Linked DNA regions of Mus musculus: region 2 is linked to region 1. Evidence: chromatin contacts called from public HiChIP or PLAC-seq data. All regions are on one chromosome and are shown on one strand. The core of a region is the stretch at or near the end of the contact, and the rest is flanking DNA. Distances in the headings are between cores, read along the strand shown.

Region 1 (5,019 bases), core at 2,398-4,897:
TTAAATCAGAAAAGAGAAGGTGATGCTTGAGACAAAGCACTGGGACTAAAGCGAAGAAGATGGGACGCCCTGAGAGAGGGTCGGAGTGCATGGGGAGGAGAAAGAAGATGGGACGCCCTGAGAGAGGGTCGGAGTGCATGGGGAGGAGAAAGAAGATGGGACGCCCTGAGAGAGGGTCGGAGTGCATGGGGAGGAGAAAGAAGATGGGACGCCCTGAGAGAGGGTCGGAGTGCATGGGGAGGAGAAAGAAGATGGGACGCCCTGAGAGAGGGTCGGAGTGCATGGGGAGGAGAAGGAGGAAAGGGAAAGGAGCATGGGGTAACTATACTATAACTGCAAAAAAAAAAAAAATGCGGGGGTAAAAGAAAAGGAAATGAGAAAAGCTTTTCCTAACTCCATGTTCCCAGAAAAGAAAATGCTAGAAATTCTAGATTTTTCAATTGTATTTGCTAAGCAAAATACTGATAATCCATAATGATGAAAAAAGATATCTATGTGTTAATTCTCATAAACCCTCTTTTTATCACTATTAGACATGTAGTTATTAGGTTAAAAAACAATAAGCCTGATTGTTAGTGATGGATGTAAATCATTATTCTCCACCTAGAAGCCACTGGCCACTACTGACTGACAAGAGAGTGTGCTCTAACACTATAATGCTTTAGCGTCTCGGGTCACAAGAAGTTAAACAGCGCCATGGTGGTGCCCCAGATTCCAAAGTGTTAACATGGAGGGAGAGAGCTCTTGCAGGAAGCCTACACAGCTTATTTATCTTCAGAGCACAGGTTCTCTGACTCTCAAAGATAGCCTTGCTTTCTGTAAGACCTTGCACCTTGTACACAAACACAGTGGCCCTTACGCCCTGGTTTGTTTAGTAAAATGATGAATAGCACAAGGAAATCTGACAATAAGATACATCTCATTATGATTCTCTGATCTTTACCTTGACTTCTAACATGGTATCTCATATCTGTATGGAACTCTAAACCTAAAGAATTTGTTCATTTGACCTAACTCCTGGCCACCACCACCTGCTCTGAAAGGCATCAGGCTGCACTGGTTCAGCTGAACACAACTTAAATGACCTTCAGATTCGCCATGGGCATGGCAGCCTTTTTATTGTCATTTTCTACTATCCTGAACATAAGAGGATGTAAATCATTTCATGTGTAGGCCTCTGGATGTCTTTTGATGTTGTTGTTCCATTTCTTAATCACACCAGTAATTGATTCTCCCCGGTCTCTGCAAGAATTCACATTTAACATGCTGTAGTAGACTGAAGAGTCACCTTCCAAAGACGCTAGGTCACAATATGAGAGACCTGAAAGTGTTGCTTTATAAAGTTTTTGCAGGTGAGATTGTGTATATGGACCTGGGGAGAACTGTCCTTGTAAGGGGAAAAGAAGGCAGACTTGATATGCATAAAAAAGGAGAAGGTGCTATTAAAAGGGGCAGAAACTGCAGTGATGTTACCACATGTCAGAGAAAGCTGGCAGCCACCAGAGGTCCAAAGAAGCAAGGGATGGATCATGCCCTAGGACCTTCAGAAGGAAGACAGACATGTGAGCACGTTGTGTTGGTTTGAAGATATTACTCAAGCTTCCAGCATCCCAACTTGAGTAAAGATCTTTCTTCTGCTTTATCCTAAAGGGTGGTATAAGCCAGATTGCCATAGAACCCAGATGACAATAATACAAACAAAATCCATGGTCCCCTCGTCTGTAACTCTGCCACTTGGTTTCAGCAAAGGGTATCACCATTTTCTCAGCTTAACAGGACAAAGCTCTAGACTTGATCATAGCATGTCCTGACATCTTACATCCAGTCCATCAACAAATTCTAAGCTGCTTCTAGAGAATTTCCTGCTTCTGACTGTGAGGTGAAAAAGGCCGGATGTGGAAGCAATCAGACCAACTGCCTGCTGGGGCCACAACAGCAGTGCTGGTAATCTGGTTTACCCGCACAGCTTCCAGTTCAGTTCCTGAGGCTCCAGTTTCTCTAGCTTTTCTATAAAGTCTACAAACTACCTCAATACGTATTTGACTATATGATCCCTTTAGTCTGTGTTTCATAGATGACAACTGAGATCAATGGCTCTTCCCCAAAGAAGCTTATTTTATCAATACTACGTTTTCTCTAAGACTTAGTACTTACTAAGTGTTTCTTTAAGTCTTCCAAATACCTTCAAGTCCAGCACTTCAAATATCCGTGCACGTGAAGCCCACAGTAAGAACTGCCTTCTAAACAGCACTAAGTTCTCATTAGCCTGCAATCATCCACACTAAGCTTAGAAAGATGATCTTGTCCATCCTAGACAGCTCTTCTTCCGTCTCCATAGCTCCCTTATCATTGAATCCTGCCCTTTACCACACCTCTACCACTCTGCTTAACCATGTATGTTCCTACTTCCCAGCTGGGCAAATAATAATACATCATAAAAATTATCTTTAAAGACTGTGTAAGACTATAAAAGAGGCAGCGTCACCAAACACAGCAGTAGTATTCTCATATGTAGCTTATGCTTGCTATGTATTAAGAGCTAACAATCAATTATATAGGCACTTAGAAAGGGGATGTGATCACCAAATATTTAAACATTTTGGAAGGATTCATGACAGTTAAGGGAGTTGGGAGATTTTTGTGTGTAGATTTAGATCAGTGTTTTGGGGGCTTCTGAGGCTTTTAAGCTTTCTCTCTCTCTCTCTCTCTCTCTCTCTCTCTCTCTCTCTCTCTCTCTCTCTCTCTCTCTCTCATTGAAAACTAGACTGAAGCCTTGCTAGGTAAGTATGCTACCATGAAGATCTAACCCTAACCCTTGAAATAACTGTAAATTAAAACAAAACAACAAAAAAAATAGTTAATATAAAAAGTGCTCAGATATTGAACAGAAATAGAGAATATATTTATTCACAGACATGTCTAAAATAGGGGAAGTAGTGTTAGTTTTAAAATTTTAGAAATTATATCTGCCTTGTTTTTCAATGTTTGAACGGTTCTGCAACACCTTAAACTGAAAGCCAGCATATAAAACAGAATCGGGGTGGGTTAGAGGAGAGGGATTACAAGCTCCCCAACACTTCTAGTGCATCCCAGCTCACAGTTAAATCGAAATCTCTTTCAGAACTCTGTGAGTCTTTAAAACCTCATTTCTAAAACCCCTTGGAATTCTGTTTCTATGATTAAATGCCATTTACTTGACTACTTGGAAGAAAATGGAAAACTTTAATCTCCAATGCTGCAAAAATAATACAGATGCTGGAAAACACAGAGCATTAATCACGTATTTAATAGGCAAATAGACGGAAGATCTTCAGTGTGCTTGGTACTGTGTTACGTGCACAGAGTCAAATAAAGTAGTTAGAAAAGTAGTCTTGTTATGAAAAATAAAACCAGAAACCCATAAAACAAAAAATAGTTAATTGTCTACTATTTCCTATTATGTGATACTAACAGCTGATGGGAGGAGGATATAAAACTATTTAAAGTTGTGAGCCAGAGTGAGAGTTTCACAGAAACAGAACACTGGGAGAAAAGTGAGTGGATGCGGACACATTTATGAAAATGCAAGTCATGCCTCTGTTTCTCCACAGATACAATGGCCTACCCTCCTCCTCTGGTCTTGCGCAGCTCAGCAAGGCCTACTTCCTTCCTCTTCTCAACCACACCATTTTGTTTCCTCCTACTCAAAAGCAATCGGTCACCTCTGGTCTGCTTCACCTATTCTCAGCGAGCTGAGCATTTTAGGCTTCACCTACAACTACCTTGCTGGTAACTCTCGGCCATTACCCACCTTGGTCCTTCCTGAACAGTCTCCTACCACATCACGCAAAAATCTTCCCCCTTCTATCTCAGCTTTCCCAAAGTCGGTATTTCTAATATTTGGGTTTTGGGGTTTTGCAGCATCCTACAAATTAGATCTGTGACAATTCCTATCAACTTTAAAAGCTAATGATTCTGCTTCTCGTTCTAATGCCTGACTCTTGAGCTGATAACTATATTCACTCATTCATCTGCACTGGTTCTTATGGGTGATTTCAGTTTCAGGGTTCTGTGCTATGTGCAACCGCTAGCCGGTAGTCAGTCCTTCAGATACATGCTCTGCCTATTAGCTGCTAAGAAAGAGAGTCTCAGTCAGACATCTTACCATACTTGAACACATTGAGGGTTTTCTTTCTGACAGTGAGGACAGAAATATGTCATCCTGCTGTTCTCCCCAAAGCGACACACAGTAATTTTGCTGTGGCACTGATCACAGTTAGGACGCTTGTAAACCTTACAGTGTTTAGAAATGGCAGATCCTGCTTTACAGCACTGAAAAAATAAATAAATAAACAAATAAATAGAATTATGATGTTATGCTCAAAACTGTTGTTATAAGAGACAAAGGCATATGAGGATATCAAGTCATCTCCAAAAATGTCAAGAATTTGCACATTGTTCCATATAACTTTCCATATAATATAGTAAAAAGTATTGACAAAATCCAGTAATGTCTATCAAATAAGGTTTGTATGAAATAATAGAGTCATTATGTTTTAACTTATTAGTATTCCAAACTGTTCCCTGCTGTATCCTCTTATCTAAATGATATATAAAAGTTCTATATTTTAAAATGTCTTTTATGCTTTTAAGGCTTCCTTAATTAAACATAATTACATGGTTGCAAGAAAAGGGCTAGATTAGCTTCAAATCTGATTGCTTTTAGAACGAGGAAGCTGCTCTCTCAGATTCAACGGCCAAAAAACTTATTTTTAGGGGATAAAATTTAACGAGAGCATTTTCTTTGTTGGCCTGATAAAGGGCCTTTTTTTTTTTTTTTTTCTTAACTCTAGAGATTTGCTAGAAAGAAAATAAAAACTCAAATACATCCTAACAAAGAAATGTTCTGTTTGGTATCAGCTTCATTTTAAGAGACACTTTCATTTTTCTGCTATAGTTTTATTCTATACACACACTTTTTAAAGCACCGACAAAGACAGTATTTTTGGTTTCCACCAACAGTGTGAAAATTTAAAAGCT
Region 2 (5,282 bases), core at 2,121-4,620, 920 kb after region 1:
AAACAGAACAGGCAGACCACGAATGTACCAACATTAATTAAAAACAGAAATACTGGATACATATATTGTAAAATCTAGCCCATTCCAAAGGGGTGTGTGTGTGTGTGTGTGTAGGTTACCATCCCGGTCTTCCTGTAAGCATAACTAGCTGACTTACTTATTGAAAAAAGTAAACATAAGCAACTGAAACTTTAATTCTGTCCAATGAGTTCAAAAGAATGAGGACTTAGTCTTTCGGAGAAAAACAGTTTCGGAAGAGCTCCAAAGCAGAACCAACCCTCACTATTCAAAGTAGCTAACACGCATATGCGCACTGAGCTCAAGCAGTTAACCAAGCACAGCACTCTATACAAGTTGATGTGGCTACACATCAGTCCTGATCACAGTGTCTCAGTGTGTGGGGTACTGCGGTGGCAGTAAAGAAACACCAACAGGGTCCCATTCATCTTGGAGAGGTACTACTAGAAGAGATTACAATACTAAGCCACACTGAGAAGAGCTAACATGAGAATTTCTATTAAATATTATCTATAAATTATTAATTGTATATGTATGTACATATTGATAGGCTTATCACACTCTAATTTTAAAGTATACCCACTACCAGTTATTGTTCAGAATAGAGACGTCTACAGCAGTTCTTTACAAACGAAAAGGACAATTTCAAATATGAGGAGATATTAAGAAAATCCTGAACAAACTATAAGACTGATAGTGTATAAACACAATAAGGAGTTTCCAATCTCAAATCTGGCCCCTTCCTTTGGAGTGCTGGGGTTATAGGCATGCCCCACAAGCCAGTTTTATGCAGTGCTGGGGATAGAAATCAGGACTCGTAGATGCACACTAGGCAAGAACTCTACCCAATGAGTTACACTCCCAGTGGCTTAATGTGGTTTTCTAGAATACAAAATACTACTTCCATCTCTGCCTAAGATCCTTCTCATCTAAGATTTTAAAAGGGCATGAAAATTTAAACACAAATTTTTAAGATTTTTCTGATGGCATCTGTATTTCCACAAAAGGAACATTTTAAACTAATTCCTACTTTATACCTGAATCCAATAATTTGCTTAATTAAAAACTGCAAATAGTTTAAGGAAGAACAGCTGGTAAACCAGTCAGACATATGCTTTGGTCAGCTGCTTTATACAACAGTCTCCTTAACCAATGATTAATAATAATAATGATGATGATACACTGCCAGGATTACAACCTGTGGCCCTAAAGGAGACTAAGGTTGCCGAGACGTCAATCTGGTGAAGACAGAGACACAAGATAAAGAGAAAATAACTCATCCTGGCTGATCAAAGAAGCTTCATTAGGCTCCATCTGACCAGACAGACAGGTGATAAAACGCTGACATAAGTTGTCATCAGTGGCCCTCTGAACAAACCACTGCAGATGCAACGTCCTTTGAAACATAGGAGGTGTTTGTTTGTTTTCTCTCCTAAGAGATGAGAGATTATTTGAGATTGAAAACAGGCTATTTCTGGGCAGGCTGAGCTCTGGCGAGTTTTTCCTTCTCTAACCAAAATGATTTAACTGTATCTTTTCTTTCCTACCTTCAACTTGCTGTTTAAACGAAGACTTAAGATATACGCACATGACTCCCAGGCTGGGGTGGAGTCATACTCCCTCTTCCCCTTCTCCTACACTCGCATCTCATTTCAAATGTACAGAAAAGGCAATGCCAGGCTTTCTTGAAGGATATCAGCTGTTATATCAAATGTGATGAATCCCAGGTCACTTCTTTCTCTAGGGCCCGTGAAGTCTTCTACATTTTTTCTAGAAGTAAAGATAAAAGTTTTACCATCCCTCACAGTATCACACTAAACGTACACAACTTGAAACAGGAAGGGCTCCTTGTGTGCAGAAGTCACACCCAAGTTTAACAGCGAAATCGTAAACTTAAGAGTAAGCTTTTGTCTGAAAATAAATATTATAATTCAATACAAGAGAAGGCAGTCAGTGGTTTTCATCTGCCTAACGAGGAGCCCTGAGAGAACACAAGGGAAGAGAAAAAAATAAAACTAAAAAGAAAAACGGAAACACAAATACTTTATGCGGAGCAGGCCACAAGATAATCTGGAACGCAGCACCTGATTATAAGCACATGCCATATGTCAGAGCCAACATGCACTTTCCACAATTATCTGAAATCCATACAACAATCCTTCCAGTGACTTTCTTCACTTACAACAAATGTTAACACCTGCGACTGCAAGAAACCTGTTTAAGATCACAATGTTTAATATGTTTCAAGTTTATCTAGGTCACCACAGAAGGTGATGGCAGGGCCGGTATCTAAGCTACGTCTATTTAAATCACCAATAGTACCTAACAAAAAGTGTTGGGGATAAAAATGAAAAATCAAAAGCAGCAGCAGTAGTAAGAGGAGACACTTACTGGTGATTCTGACAAACAAATTAGTAAACCAAGGCTAAAAGAACGGGCAGATTGTAGAGGACAGTTCACACAGAGCATACAGGAATTAAAACCACTGCGTGAAAGATAAAAGTGCCAGAAAAATGGAGGGAAATGCTATAAATAAAACAGGCAGTACGGGAAAAGAACAGTCATTTCGAAATTCTATTTTTAATGTCTCCTAAGACTTATTCAGGTTGCTGGCTAAAGAATGACGTTAAAAATAACAAGAAACTGGGATGTTTAAACCGCCCCTGTGCATCCTGCACATCCTAACTTCAAGGCAGCAGCTGCCAAGTAGTGTGTCCACGAGGGACAGACAGACGTCTTCAGGGACTGTCAAAGAGAACCAACTGGGGCTGGACGTGACACCAGAGCCACCCACCGAGGCGCCTGGATGGACACCCAGGCCAGGGGGGACTGGGGACTGGCTGAGGTCCCCACGCGCGCTTGCAGGCGGGGAGGCGCCGGGCGGAAGCGCGGGTGTGGGTGTGCTGTTGTGTTGCTCCCTCATTGGCCCGGGTGGGTGAGGGACGTGCAGAACAGGAAGGAAGGGGAGCGCTGACCCAGGCCACTCGGGAGACGACCGCGCAGGGCTGGGGTCTGAGGGCCCCGGGACGCGCGTCCGCGGAGTGGACGGCCCGCGGCGAAGCCCTCGGGGACCGCGCACACAGCCCCGGGCGGGGCCGGCCGGCCGGCCGCACTCACAGCATGATCCGCGAGACGTGCAGCCGCACTGGGACGCTCCTGTCTTTGAAGGCGGTGGTGATGAAGCAGCCGAAGGTGAGCGCCGCCATCACGCTCAGCGAGAAGGCGAACAGGGAGTTCGCGCGCGACAGGACGGTGTTCATCGTGGCGACCTTTCCCTCCCGGGCCCCGGCTCCCACACTCGCACTTCAGGCTCTGCTTCCCGCGGCCGACCAGTCCCCGCCCACCCGCGCATCGGGTGCGCACGTCCCGCCCCGCCCCCTTTCCGGTCCTCCGACGGGAGCGCGCACGCTCCCACACCCTCTGGGTCCCACCCACTGGGCGGCCGTGCACGCGCCGGAAGGCGGTGCTTTCAGTGAATCCGCCAATCATCAAAGAGCACGGGGGTTGGGCTTTGCCACGGGGGTGTGGGGGGAGACCCGCCTCCTCCACTGCTCAGTTGTTCCATGGCCTCTGTGGCTTGGTAGGGAAGTAGCATTTTGCGAGTTGACCTTCAGTTAAGTTTATAGGGACAGCGGCCCCTTAACTGTTCTGTGGTAGTCACTTTTCAAAACGCGTGGTCCCAGCTCACCTCTATCAAAGCTGGTAAAGTTGGACATTTTTGGAAAGGAGGAAAAATGAAATCAATCAGGCACCTAAATAGCAGTCAGGGACACCAGTGTTGGTATGCAGCCTTCGCACTAGACAATTAGTCAAATCCCTGTTGCTTTGCTTTCAACAGAGAACCGAACCTCTACTTAAGTTACGTGTTTTATACCACAATCCCAAATATTTCCACTTATCCAAAATAGGTTGTTGTACAACAGCTGCTGTAAACCATGAAACGGTGTTAATGAGAAACTGATATTGATTAAACTCCTCTCAGTCATTACCATGCAATTAATTTTCATACAGCATACAGGCAGGATCATTAAGAATTGCCTAGTGCATATTCTAGGCCTCGAATGGAGAGTGTAACAGAATAGACCCTGGCTCAAATAGAATAGAGCCAATAAATGAAATATGTAGCAGTTATAGTCAGAGTGGTCTTTAGATGTGTTTAAAACCTTGGTTATTCAATCTCTCGGGTAGCCACACTGTATTCAGTGAAGGAAGGTTTTAATAAATAGTTACTGTGCTGCAAGTGAGACACAAAAGTATATTGATCACTTTGTATAAACCCTACTGAGGTTTATAACTGAGTAAAGTTATCAAAATCAAAGCAGCAGCTTAAATTATAAAACAGGTATAAATACTGAGGGATGCTACATAGTGCTAGAGACAAAATGAGGAAGCCATGTATGTGGTGAGACAGAACAAATCAACCCACACACTACCTAGTATTATTACTATAGAGTAACTTAGAGAAAGGATGCCTCTTGTTACAGATGATGAGTGCCAGGATACATGCTATGAAATATACTGAACACTTAGAGGTATATGTAAGACACACCCAATAATCTGTTCCCAGTAGGTAAAGAAGTACCTGTGAAACAAAAGACTGAAGTGTACCTGGGAAAGTAATGGCCTGTTGGATGCTGTGGAGATATTTAATCTCAATTGGGGTCTTAACCCCACCTTTGATCATTCAGTTCCTGGATAAAAAGACACACACAACCTTTATATGTATATTAAACTCTAAGCAGCATAAAAGCTGGGCAGATATCCATCCTCTGTGGTATTAGAATCTACTTTCCTATCAATAACCCAGAGTTTTTACTTACTATGTTTCATGTGGGCTGCTTGTAACTCCAAGCCCACAGGGCCATGACTCCTAACCCTTGTTAACTTTCTCTTCCTCCTTTCCTCTTCTCTCTGCTTGTGCTTCTCCCAACAACAACAACACCCCCTCCCCCAGAGCCCGAGAACCATAAAACCTGCTTATGTCTCTTCTGCCCAGCTATTGGCTGTCAGTATCTTTATTCACCAATGAAATAACTTGGGGGCAAGGTCACACAGCTCACTAGGTTTAGACTCCCTCTTCTCCAAGTCTTGGGGACCCACACTTAGCATTACAATACAAGCAAATGGCCATACCTCAACAATTATAGAAAACCTGTCTGTGAATACTGTAGAGAAAAATGAAATCATGAACTTTGCACATAGTGATGCAACTAGAAAACATCATACCGAGGAAGGTAACCCAGACTCTGAAAGAGAAACTTCAC

What was found. HiChIP or PLAC-seq counts read pairs in DNA pulled down with a chosen protein or histone mark.
Region 2: a contact with region 1 is called in an H3K4me3 HiChIP or PLAC-seq map of bone marrow-derived macrophages, with 4 times the contacts expected there. The contact joins the promoter of Spcs3 here to the enhancer-like site in region 1. A contact is called at or near these places in 2 of 39 promoter capture datasets (the 3T3-L1 cell line and liver), 2 of 115 datasets of contacts at active chromatin or transcription factors (astrocytes and bone marrow-derived macrophages) and 1 of 9 other capture datasets (adipose tissue).

The regions. Positions count from the first base shown.
Region 1 is chr8:53,601,489-53,606,507 of GRCm38.p6, forward strand. Neil3 (nei like 3 (E. coli)) reads right to left here. Exons shown (of 10, transcript NM_146208.2): 6 at 4,145-4,311. Among named protein-coding and RNA genes, the nearest start is that of Gm39181, 20 kb to the left of the region's middle. Within about 2 kb of position 3,648, at least 31 of the 459 cell types and tissues checked have an H3K27ac peak or open chromatin away from gene starts, as enhancers often do. A contact at or near this core is called in bone marrow-derived macrophages, where this site is marked.
Region 2 is chr8:54,526,628-54,531,909 of GRCm38.p6, forward strand. Spcs3 (signal peptidase complex subunit 3 homolog (S. cerevisiae)) reads right to left here and starts at 3,371. Exons shown (of 5, transcript NM_029701.1): 1 at 3,136-3,371; 2 at 1,715-1,788. The coding sequence starts at 3,278.